2 separate regions of the Triticum aestivum genome follow, and region 1 is linked to region 2. A link is a contact called in public Hi-C data. All regions are on one chromosome and are shown on one strand. Each heading gives the region's core, a stretch centred on a gene start, on an enhancer-like site or on the middle of the called end of the contact. The rest is flanking DNA. Distances are from core to core; before and after follow the strand shown. Region 1 holds the start of LOC123077465 (serine/threonine-protein kinase tricornered). Region 2 holds the start of LOC123077460.

Region 1 (5,657 bases), core at 2,217-4,716, 170 kb before region 2:
GTGTACAGAAAAACAGAAACTAAATGCACAAGAGCGAACCTCTCCAAAAGCGCCTCTCCCAATAATGGTGAGCAGCTCAAAGTCATCCACGCAGATTTTGTGCCTTTTAAGTCTCATGTACTCAGTTTCCTTTCTCTCCAGGTCTTTTATTAAATTGATTTGCTGCTCCCTGGGAACTTCAGAAGTAGCTAGCTGCCGCTCCAGTCTAAAACGCCTGCAATACATCGGATTTTGTTATGTGATGCTGGGAACCGACAAAAATCAAACAAAACTATCATCTGGGGAGGGGCAAATCTGCCTAAAATGGAATTGCAATGCCAAAAGATGAGCAAGGTGGATAGTCAATATGACGGAAGTCACACACCAGTACAAAGCTTTCACAGTTGAAACTTATGCAGGTAAACTTCAAATATTTAAAATTGATTGATGTCCCAAGTCTCAACAAATGCAATCCCCAGCTTGAGTTAATACAAGACCAAGCTGGTGATTACATAACCCCTGCGTGCTTTAATAAAAGATTTAACACATAACAGGACCATAAATGAAAAACAAATGCCCTGTTACATAGATGGACTGAACTTAATGTACTGCATTAAAGAAAGTATATGACATTAAGTCATCAACTACTTCCATCTAATGTTCTGCATTGTGCTTCATCGTGTTGTTTTACTGCCAACATATACGGAAACAAGGCTGTTTGACCTTTGTACAATAATGTATGCTAAAACAGAAAATCATGTTGTTGATTTCTCACCACCAGTTTTGTACAGTTATCCTGCAAGAAAATCTTTAAAACAGCAACTATAAATCCCGTAACCCAACTAAGCAGGGCAGTAGTCGGCACTATGAACTTAGCTCAACAGTTTCCAGCATGAAAATAAAACATAACTACGCCGTGTCAGCAATTTGACCAACAGCATGGTGCACCTTAGCAGAAACAAAGCATTCCAAACACCTAGCAGCATCAAATGGTGTCCACACCCAAAACATGTCTGACAAAAGGGAAACAGGGTTTTGATCCTAGGCTCCTAGCTCTAACAAATGCATACTAAACTGAAATGGTTATTATGTACATACCTGACTCCAAGTAAGCTAAATTAGTACTAGCATAATCAATACATCGCATGTATACACTACGTCATCGACTATGTGTCTACGTTGACAGTTCAAAACCATCATGTAATATACCCTAATTAAAGGCAGACATTTGTCGCCTTGTATACAATCTCTAAACATACACGATAGTATGCCATCAATGAATCATCATCGGAGAACCATCACAACAGTAACACTCCAAACCCACTATCCAACTAAGCAAGCCAGCAGCTAGTACGGTGAGCTCAGCTTAACGGCTTTTCATGCCAAAAATATAACAGTATAATAACTACTACATACCCCATGATTGGAACCATTCTTACTTGGCACATTAAGCAGAATCTGAGATTTCGAAGCACGTACAGAGTCAAGTGCTGCTCAGCCCAACTTATCCACTAGAGCTAAATCCGGCCACTGCAACCCCAAATTGTGTACCAAGCTTGACTAATTCCAGGATCTCATCGTCATACCACACTAGAATTCCTCAACACCATGGCTGGTGATTACATACCCACTGTGTGCCATTGCATTAAAAAAAGGTATAGGACATCAACTTCTTTCATCTAATGTTCTGCATTGTGTTTCATTACGTTGTTTTACTTCCAACATATAGAGAAACAAGACTGTTTGACGGTTTGACCTTTGTAAAACAACATGCTGACGCAGAGAAATCATGTTGTGTTCCCTCGCGTCAATTTTGTGCATTTATCCTGCAAGAAAATCTTTACAACAGCAAGACACTAAATTTTATAACCCAACTAAGCAGGGAGTAGTCAGTACTATGAACCTTTTTTTTGCGGCTGAGTCAGTACTATGAACTTAGCTCAACAGTTTGCAGCGGAAAAAACAGAACCTAACTACTCCGTGTCAGCAAATTGACCAACAGCATGGTGCACTGAGAAGAAACGAAGCATTCCAAACAACTAGCAGAATCAAATGTTGTCCACACATAAAACATGTCTGATGAAAGGGAAGCAGGGTTCTTTGATCCTAGCTCTAACAAACTCATACTAAACTGAAATGGTTATTATGTAGTACATATCTGGCTTCAAGTAAGCTAAATTAGTACTGGCAAAATCAATACATGACATGTATGCGCTACGTCATCGACCACGTGTCGACTACCCATTCATAAAAGGATAACATGAATCTGCAACAGTACATTGATGGTACAAAACCGTCACATAATAAAGGCAACCATTTGTTTGTTGGCTTGCAAACTAAAAACCGACATACTATACACCCTAATTATACACGCAAGAACAAAATATCACATACAACAAAATACCGGCGCAACCTCAAGACATACACGGTAGTAGCATCGATGCATCGTCATCATCCGAGATTGAGAACCATCACAACAGTAACATTCCAAACCCGCTATCCAGCTAAGCAAGGCAGTTGCTAGTATGATGAGCTCAGCTTAGCGGCTTTTCGCGCCAAAGGTGGAACAATACAATAACTGCTCCATACCCAGTGACTGGAACCATTTTTACTTGGTGCATTGAGCAGAATCTGAGGATTGGAAACACCTATAGAACCAAGGACTCTCCTCATCCCAATTTATCCATCAGAGCTAAATCAGGCCACTGCAGCCCCAAATTGCATAGCAAGCTCGACTAATTCGAGAATCTCATTGTCTAAAAATAACAATTCGAGGATCTAAAGCAACATTTGAGGTCATACCACGATAGAAACCCTCAAGACCATGGCTGGTACAGCTACCGCTGCGCTGCGCGCCCCGCTTCCTCGCAGGCGGCGCCCACCCCAAAATTCACCCCAAATCTAGCAGCTACAAACCCCTAGCACCAGAACCCCGAGCTCGAGCCGCTCCAACCGAGCTCAAACCCCCTCGATCGAGCTCGGGGGCGCGAGATCTACTCCGGGCGAACGCGGCAGCAGCAAGTAAAATTGGAGGCGGAGAGGCGGGATCGGATCGGTACCTCTCCTTGCGCTCCTGGATGTTCTTCATGTGGGAGCGGTAGTGGTTCTCGATGAACTTCTTGGCGGCGGCGACGCGCTCCATGGTGAGGGTGGACGCCTCCCCCTCCCCCTCGCCCTCCTCCGCCACGGCGGCGAGCGGCTCGGCGACGGCCACCGCAGCCGCCGGGACCGCGTCCGACATCTCGCTCTCCATCCCGCCCGCGACGACCAACCAGCCTCCCCGCTCGCTGGCTGCCGCTGCTGCCGCCTACACCTCTCGCTGTCCCCGGGGGGCCTTTTGCTGCGTCCCTTTGCTGCGCTGGGTCTCTCTCGGGTCGGCGGCCTCCGCCTGTCGCTGTGCGCGCCGGGTATATATACGGCCGTCGTCTGACCGCGCCGGCACGGGGTGGCTGATTGAGCAGCAGCGGGGGATTGACGGGGCGGGTTTGGTGTGGTGTGGTGGCGGGGGCTTTAACTCAACTCCGTCGCACGGACAGCTGCGCATGGGAACAGCTCGGATTTTTTTTCCCCTCTCTCTCTCTTTTCTTTTTGCCACTTTTGAATGGGTTTTGTCTCCGCTTGGTGTGATTAGCTCTACTCTGTCGTGCCGCATGCTGTACACAACTACTAGGAGTATATATCTCTGCGTACGTAGCTGTACACACGTTGGTACCACGTAGAAAAGGGAAGGGCTTGGCTGGCTCTTGTCTAGGTGCTTTCCCCTTGAGGCTTCAGATGGATGGATGGATGGATAAACGCCGCTGACCATCTTCCATTTCCAAGTTCTTTTTTTTTTCTCTCTGTCTTCGAGCTTCTCTTGTGTTTCAGCACACGGCGTGCTCGCTACCCAATAAGTAAAAAGTAAAAGTACTCTCCTCCATACATATTTATTGTCCCCGATTTAGTCTGATTTAGTATAGTATCACGTTTTATGTTTTGAAATTGAGGTAGTACTGGGGAGGTGTCCCATGGGTCGAATTACTGCGACCTTTGGCTGAGATGCTACCTGCTATGATGATGATCTTCTGATGGATGGATGAGTGCGTATACATGATGATGAAATCGTCGTTGGAGAAACTAAAAATACGTACTAAAATCAGGCCCGATATGCATACGGAGACATCCATCGGGGACTGACAAGAGTAGTAGAAGCTCCGTGCATGTCGCGGTCCTAGCCATGTCCGGCTGCCCAGTTGGGTAGGTCGATCCGCCGTATTAGGTCCACGCGAGAAGCCCCAGGCAGGCTAGCTGCAGGGTCCGGAGTCAGATCAGCCCGCGCCACGCGGCGTGTACTCACGGGCCAGGTGAGAAAGTGACGGCGAGTGGTACGTGGTCGCGTCGACCGGCCGGGGTCACTGTTGAATGAACGGAGGCGAGCAGCTTCTGGAATCTGGATCATCACGGCTTCACGCGCGCGTTTTGTACGTACCGTACGGTGCAGCAGTCCGGCCAAGTAACAGATCGAGTGTTGAATGCTGACCCAGCACGGTGAACTGGTCGTGGGTCGCGACGCGGTGCATGACATTTGCCACACAAATTTTAGTACTGCTAGTAATTTATTTATTTTTCTTCGATAAGATTAACACACATATGTCCACTTGGACAGATCCGACGTACCCCAATCGGCCAACGTCGTCTCCGTCCAGCTAGTCGCATCTGCAGCTGCAGCCACCAGGGTCTCCTCGTCAATCAACGGCGATGCCTAAGCTCGCACGCGATGACAGGACAGCAAGGCGTACTTGCGCCAGTGATCCGCTGGCCTAGTTGACGAAGAAAACTACGGCATCATTATTTACTTATAAATAAACATAAATAAATATCTCGATCGATCGATCGATGGATGGATGGATCTGCGGGTGATGCGTGGCAAGGTGGCATGTTGGGGCGCGGCGGCAAAATAATGGGGGCCTCCAGCCTGGGGCAGGCACAAATGCAAATGCATGCACATACGCACGCAGGGGGCGGATCGACATCTGACCGATCTGAATACACGCGGCCGCGCGCATGCCCAGCTCGGATGCCAGGCTAGGTCGCCACGCACACCCCATTTCTTTATCTATCTACATGCATCCCTCCCCGGCCGCCTGTGCCAGTGCTGCCAGATCTCGGCGTGCACCTGGCCTGGCCCTGGCCTCCTCTCCTCTCTTGGATTCCATTTCGACACATCCAACCCCCAACGTGCTTAAACTATGCACTTGTACTGCGCCTGTGTGGTATTCTTCCTTGTCTGTCTTGTCTGGACGTGGTGGTATATCATCACTGGCAACGTACCGCTGATGCTCGCTGGTTGGGATCGGAGGGGAGGAAGTTACGGTGTCGCGGTCGTCGCATTCGGCTTGCGTCGCTGGTTTTTTTTTTCCGACACCGGCGTGCGTGCGTGCGTCGCTGGTGTTTACTTACTGGTGAACCGTGACAGTAACGGATTAGCTATAGCTTAGCTTTTTTTCGATAACAGCTATAGCTTAGCTGTTTGCCACTCCCTTCGATCAGCAAGGTGCGTACGTTTCAGCCCATATAAATGGGACTAGAAGGTCACGTGCGCCTTGCCGCGCCGTCTTATTTACATCCGGTATTAAGATTAATGTTAGTTAAATGTTTATATTTGTATCCGCAGCTTGCAAACTCAGGCGCCGCCTCCC
Region 2 (5,594 bases), core at 2,383-4,882:
GGCACGCACTGCCTTTTATTTTCTGTTATAAGCCCTTTATGTGATGTCGCTCAGACGTCCGACTGTGGCATTATTATTATTCTTGCATTTTCCGCTCGAGGAGTCATTCAGACACTCGTTTGGCACCAGTATTATTATTCTTGCATTTTCCGCTCGAGGAGTCATTCAGACACTCGTTTGGCACCAGTATTATTATTCTTGCATTTTCCGCTCGAGGAGTCATTCAGACACTCGTTTGGCACCAGTATTACTATTCTCGCAGTTTCCTCTCGAGGAGTCATTCAGACCCTCGTTTGGCACCAGTATTACTATTCTGCAGTTTCCGCTCGAGGAGTCATTCAGACACTCGTTTGGCACCAGTATTACTATTCTGCAGTTTCCGCTCGAGGCGTCATTCAGACCCTCGCTTGGCACCCAGTATTTATTATCGCTATGTCTGAACGCACTGGATAAATTGTTCATATGCTTCATGTTTACACTTGTTATATCTTATGTCCGAACTGTCATGCGAGTACTTTCATAGTACTCACCTGGCTTGTTGATTTGGCCAGATGTTGACGAAGGCGATCTCTTGGATGAAGAGTTTGATGGCGCGTCCGACGCCTAGAGGAGTCCCAGTCAGTCCTGTGCGATCCCGGATATTGGTCACATGTATTATTTACGCTTCCGCCACCCGCAATAAGTCTCCTCGAGCCTCACTCCGACGCTCGATGAGCTGTAGTCTTCAGGAGTCATATCACTCGCTTCGCGGTGATATTTCCACCACCGTTATTATCGTGAGTTAGTAGTATGCCACCCTATCCGCCGTCTTGTTTTATCGACGTGCATGTAATAGATTGTTGGGCAGTCTCCGCTCAACCTTGTATTATATTTAGTACTCCTGGTATTTTTCTTCTGTGACCAAGATATTGTCTACCAGTGAGAAAGAATTCTTCCTTACTGGTCTGTAAACGGGATTGGTCTCTCAATAATTATTTTATTGAAAAACCGGTCGTGACACATGATCAGTACAGAGACATTACGTCTGTGACAAATAGACCGAAAGATTCGACATCTACTACTATTACTCCACTCCGAGAGATCTTCTATGCTTGCCTCTCTACATACTAGGTTCATGACAAACAGAGTAATGCTTTAAGCACGATGACGTAATGTAGACAAAATAAGAACAACTAATATGATCAAACCCCATCGTTTTATCCTTAGCAGCAACAAAACAAATATATGCCTCGCTATCCCTTTTGTCAAGAGGTGAGGACACCTCAAGATTGAACCTACTGCTATGCACCACTTTTACAGAAGATCTAATCAGCAACTTGACCAAAGATAACTCATAGATCAGAAAGTATTACATAGCTATAATAATCACACATAATAAAGTTCAGAAATAAGTCAATTACTTTCAATGAATAATCTGAATATAAACCCACAATTCATCGGATCCCAACAAACACATTGCATAAAAAGATTACATCATATCGATCTCTGAAGAGAACATTGTATTGAAGATCAAAGAGAGAGAGAGGGAGAGATAGAGAGAGATCTAGCTACTGCTATGGACCCGTAGGTACTCACACATCATCGGGGAGGTAGCAAAGTTGATTTAGAGGCCCTCCATTATCGACCCCCCTCCGACAGAGTACCGGCGAGGCCTCCAGATGAGATCACGGGAGAACAGAGTCTTACGGTGGTGGAATGATTGTTTCGGGTCTCGCTCTGACGGTTTCTAGATTTTGGGAAATTTATGGGCTTGGAATTAGGTCAAACAGAGTTGCGAGGGGGCCACAAGCTCGTGTGGAATTGATCAATTGAAGGCAAGTGTTTTCCAAACAAATATAAAGAAGTTCTTTTTGTTATATAGCTATATTTACCCTTGACGTCTAGAATAGTTGAAAAACTAGCGATAATCTTTCCTACACATTTTTGTCTAGTAGTATAATCCTTCCTACACGTTTGTGCAATACTAACAACACCATGTAAACAAATAACATATGATGCAGCAGATGAGATTACATATGAGAAAAGATCTATCTAAGGGAATGTCAAAAGTGCATAGATCCCTCATGTACTTAACAAATCTTGTATTTCAAGTAGTTGCAACCCATGGTCTATCTTTCCTAAGCATGCAACGCTTCCACATCAACAAATCATGCATGTCCGCCACGTCATTAATCTATCATCTCACTAACTATTTTCCATGCATACAACCTTCCACATCAACAAATCATACATGGCTGCCAAACCACTAGTCATCACATCATAATTAGGTCTTACAATTATCCAATTGACCTAATTATTCATCTTTTCAGCCTACCACCCTGCGGCAACGCATGGGTTATCTTCTAGTATTACCAACACATGAGCCACCATAAGCATAAGGTGAATTAAACACCAGTGAATGCCTCAACACATCCGCCTCCTAACCCCAGCCGCTACCATAGCTTCCACCACCACCTTGGTCCCCCTTCTCTTCCCCGTCCGACGGCCTCGTCGGCCGCAAGAGGAGTGGGGACCCGCCCGTCTCATTTTCTCCTTAGGTTTTTGATTCTTCGGCGACATCGACGAGGTGGTGGCGACGATGGTGTGGTGGAATAAGATCTCTTTGGTCTCTCCCTACCTCAACGACATCCGATTCGCTGCCGACGAAGAGCCTGTGAGAGTTTGTGTCCCCAGATCTGTCGGTTCCCTTTGGATCTTGGCAATTCGTGTGTATTTCAAGGAGAGCTTTTAGCCGACTATTGGTGTGGCGACTACAACATCTTCTGTGTTGTTCTATGGCTTGACCCGGTTTCTCCAACCTTTTGTGCTTGTGGTGATGGATTACAAGCCTGTTTTGCATGGGGTGATGCTCCAGCCGATGCCGCTTCAACGATTTTTAGATCTTGTCTCAAGCGGAGAGTGGCTATTGCGATCTTCAAAGCCTGGCGTGGTGAGGGCGCTCGCAAGTACCACTTTTCTTTGTTGTTGGTTCATGGCAATTTTCAATAGGCAACATACAATCAGAGGAGGAAGAAGACCAGTATGATTTTTAATATAATTTTATTATTTGCTAGCCGTTCTATATCCAATTGTCTAACCATTCTATTGACCTTTGTTTTTCTCAATATTCCAATCTAGGATACCCTTTAGTGTCTTTATAGTAAAAAAGACACATGAGCCACCATGAGTACCAAGGACACATCAAGCATCAGTGATAGTAGTTCGAACTACAAAAGCACACTATGAGAGGGAATTGGGGGAGGCATTGGGTGCTATCATAGGATGTCCAGATTGGTGACAGAGTCGAGGCTACCCAAGCCGTCATCGACAAGGAGGGATACGAGACGGACAAAGGAGATCTCCTCATCGGTGAGGGCGTGTGGCGATGGGGACCGGGGGGAAATTCACATCCGACGAGCCCCACCGAATGAGCGTCGTCGGCGATGAAAGAGAAACTATCGTTGAAACTCGTCGTTCCTTCTTGTAAAATTTTATGCTGCCTTCTATAAAACTAAGGTACACCATTGACGTACTCTTAAAAAAAACTTGTCGTTCCGGGCCAGGCTAAGACGCCGGGCCACCTTTCCACATGGGCCTCCTTTACACCCAGCCCAATGGACGTTTCTTCCTCCCAGCGCTGTTCAGAGTTTGCGTTCCCCTTTGTCCAACGCAAGTCAACTAAGTCACTTTCTCCATTAACGAGAAGCCCCAAACCGTCTCAAATCTCCATTAACGCGAAGGATGGACAACCCCCTCCCGCGGCCGCGCAGGCCCGTCGTCCTGATCGCCTCCTGCGCGCTGATCCTCCTCGCCACCGCCCTCCTCCTCCCGCGCGCTCCCGCCGTCCCGCCGCTGACCCCGGCCATTCGCCTCGACCCGCGGGTCGCGCGCAGGAGCGGCAACGAGGTGCTGTGGCAGCTCCCCCCAGGCCCGCCGCGCGCCGCCATGTTCATCGCCCCCGGATGCACCATCCGCGCCACCGACTTCTTCGACGCCTCCCCCGGCTGCCCGCGCTGCGCGGGGCTCCCCGAGGAGCGCCGGTTCACGCGCGAGGCGCTCCGCCGAGGCTACGCCGTCCTCGCCGTCTCCAGCCGCGCCGAGTGCTGGTCCCTCGACCCCGCCTCCGCCTCCGGCGACGGCAGCGAGCTCGCCGCCGTCAGTTCCATCATCGAATGGTGGGTCAAGGAGCAGCACCCCGAGCTCGGCGGCCTCCCGCTCGTCGGCATCGGCGCGTCGTCGGGCGGGTACTTCGTCTCCGCTCTGGCGGCGAGGGTCAGGTTCAGCAGCGTGGCCATCGTGATTGCCGAGGGCGTGTTCGCCGCCATGGAGGAAATCCCGCCCGGCTACCCGCCGGCGCTGTTCGTGCACATGCCCAGGGACGCCAAAAGGGCGCAGATGGTGGCGGCAAGCATAGGCAAGCTCAAGTCAACGCACGTTGATGTGCGGGAGATCCAGTGCGATGCCTTTGCCGTGAGTGCCGACTTCTTGGCGGCGAGGATACCGGGGTTGACCCCGACCGTCGCCGATGGCCTTGTGGACGTGCTTCGCCAGAAGTCGTTCTTGGATGAGAAGGGGTTTCTGAAGAACGATGGGAGGAGCACACCGTGGAAAGAGGCGGCGGAGGAAGCCAAGATCTTGCCGGAGGGGTTCCGGCTGGAGAGGCATGTCACGGAGGAGTTGAATATTGCATATGCATACCATGAATTTACCAGCCTGCAGAATGAGGAGATCTTCAAATGGTTCGATTCCCACATGGATCACAAGATTTGAAGACACATCATTTCTAGATGGCCAACTTGATGTCGGATTCATGGAGAGTTGCTGGTTTTGAGAGGATGCACCGTTATGATTCATGGGAGGTGGAAAGAAAGCACAATATTCTGTAAGGTTTATCCTCAAAGCTTGTAGTTTAACATAGCCTTATGGAATACGGTTTCTCACAGGGTCATGTTTTCCTTTGCCATTGTGGTTACTGCCTTATTGGTGTCACAAGCAAATGGGTGAACTGCCCTCATTATTGTTACTGTTGTAACTCATCCCACAGAAATGTGTGTTAATACTGTAGAAAACGATAGTATAACTTTTGATAAATTTATCCTCTCTGAGCAAGTCCTTTTTTGTGCAGCCACATTTTTCCGACTCCACTTGGATATCTTGTCATAGTGTTAGGTTCTGACTAACTTACAGTATATCTCTTTTGTGTTGAGTAGGATAACATTTTCTTTTGTAAGTATATAACTAATACAGAAGCCATGCTTAGTCAGTAGGGATGCAGGTGGACGTCCCTGCCGTTTCCGTGTCTGTCCGCGCCGGACCAAGATGTATGTACTAATCTCTGTTGCTGTAATATTCGTGCTAATGCTGAAATGATTAACGCGGACCTATTAGTCAGTCACTAGAAAAATTGATAGTCAATTTTGTTACGACTATTTGGTGTTCAAACTTCAAAGTAGTGCATCCGGAGATATGATCATTGCAGTTTTTTCTTTTATATGTAGTTATTACTCTGTTACTTGCAGTGTTATCTTGTATGTAAGTGGATAGTGTCAATTCATTGATAAACAATCAGTCAGCAGTTGAGCACCGACATCTGCAAAAAAATGTTTGAAATCACT

Evidence for each region. Hi-C and Micro-C count contacts between places; a contact is called where the count stands out from the background.
Region 1: a contact with region 2 is called in a Hi-C map of leaf, with 7 times the contacts expected there. The contact joins the promoter of LOC123077465 here to the promoter of LOC123077460 in region 2. A contact is called at or near these places in 1 of 5 Hi-C or Micro-C datasets (leaf) and 1 of 1 datasets of contacts at active chromatin or transcription factors (leaf).

What each region holds. Positions count from the first base shown.
Region 1 is chr3D:66,627,884-66,633,540 of IWGSC CS RefSeq v2.1, reverse strand. LOC123077465 (serine/threonine-protein kinase tricornered) reads right to left here and starts at 3,466. Exons shown (of 13, transcript XM_044499739.1): 1 at 3,039-3,466; 2 at 40-214. The coding sequence starts at 3,232.
Region 2 is chr3D:66,457,045-66,462,638 of IWGSC CS RefSeq v2.1, reverse strand. It overlaps LOC123077460, which reads left to right and starts at 3,632. Exons shown (of 4, transcript XR_006436656.1): 1 at 3,632-4,861; 2 at 5,244-5,300.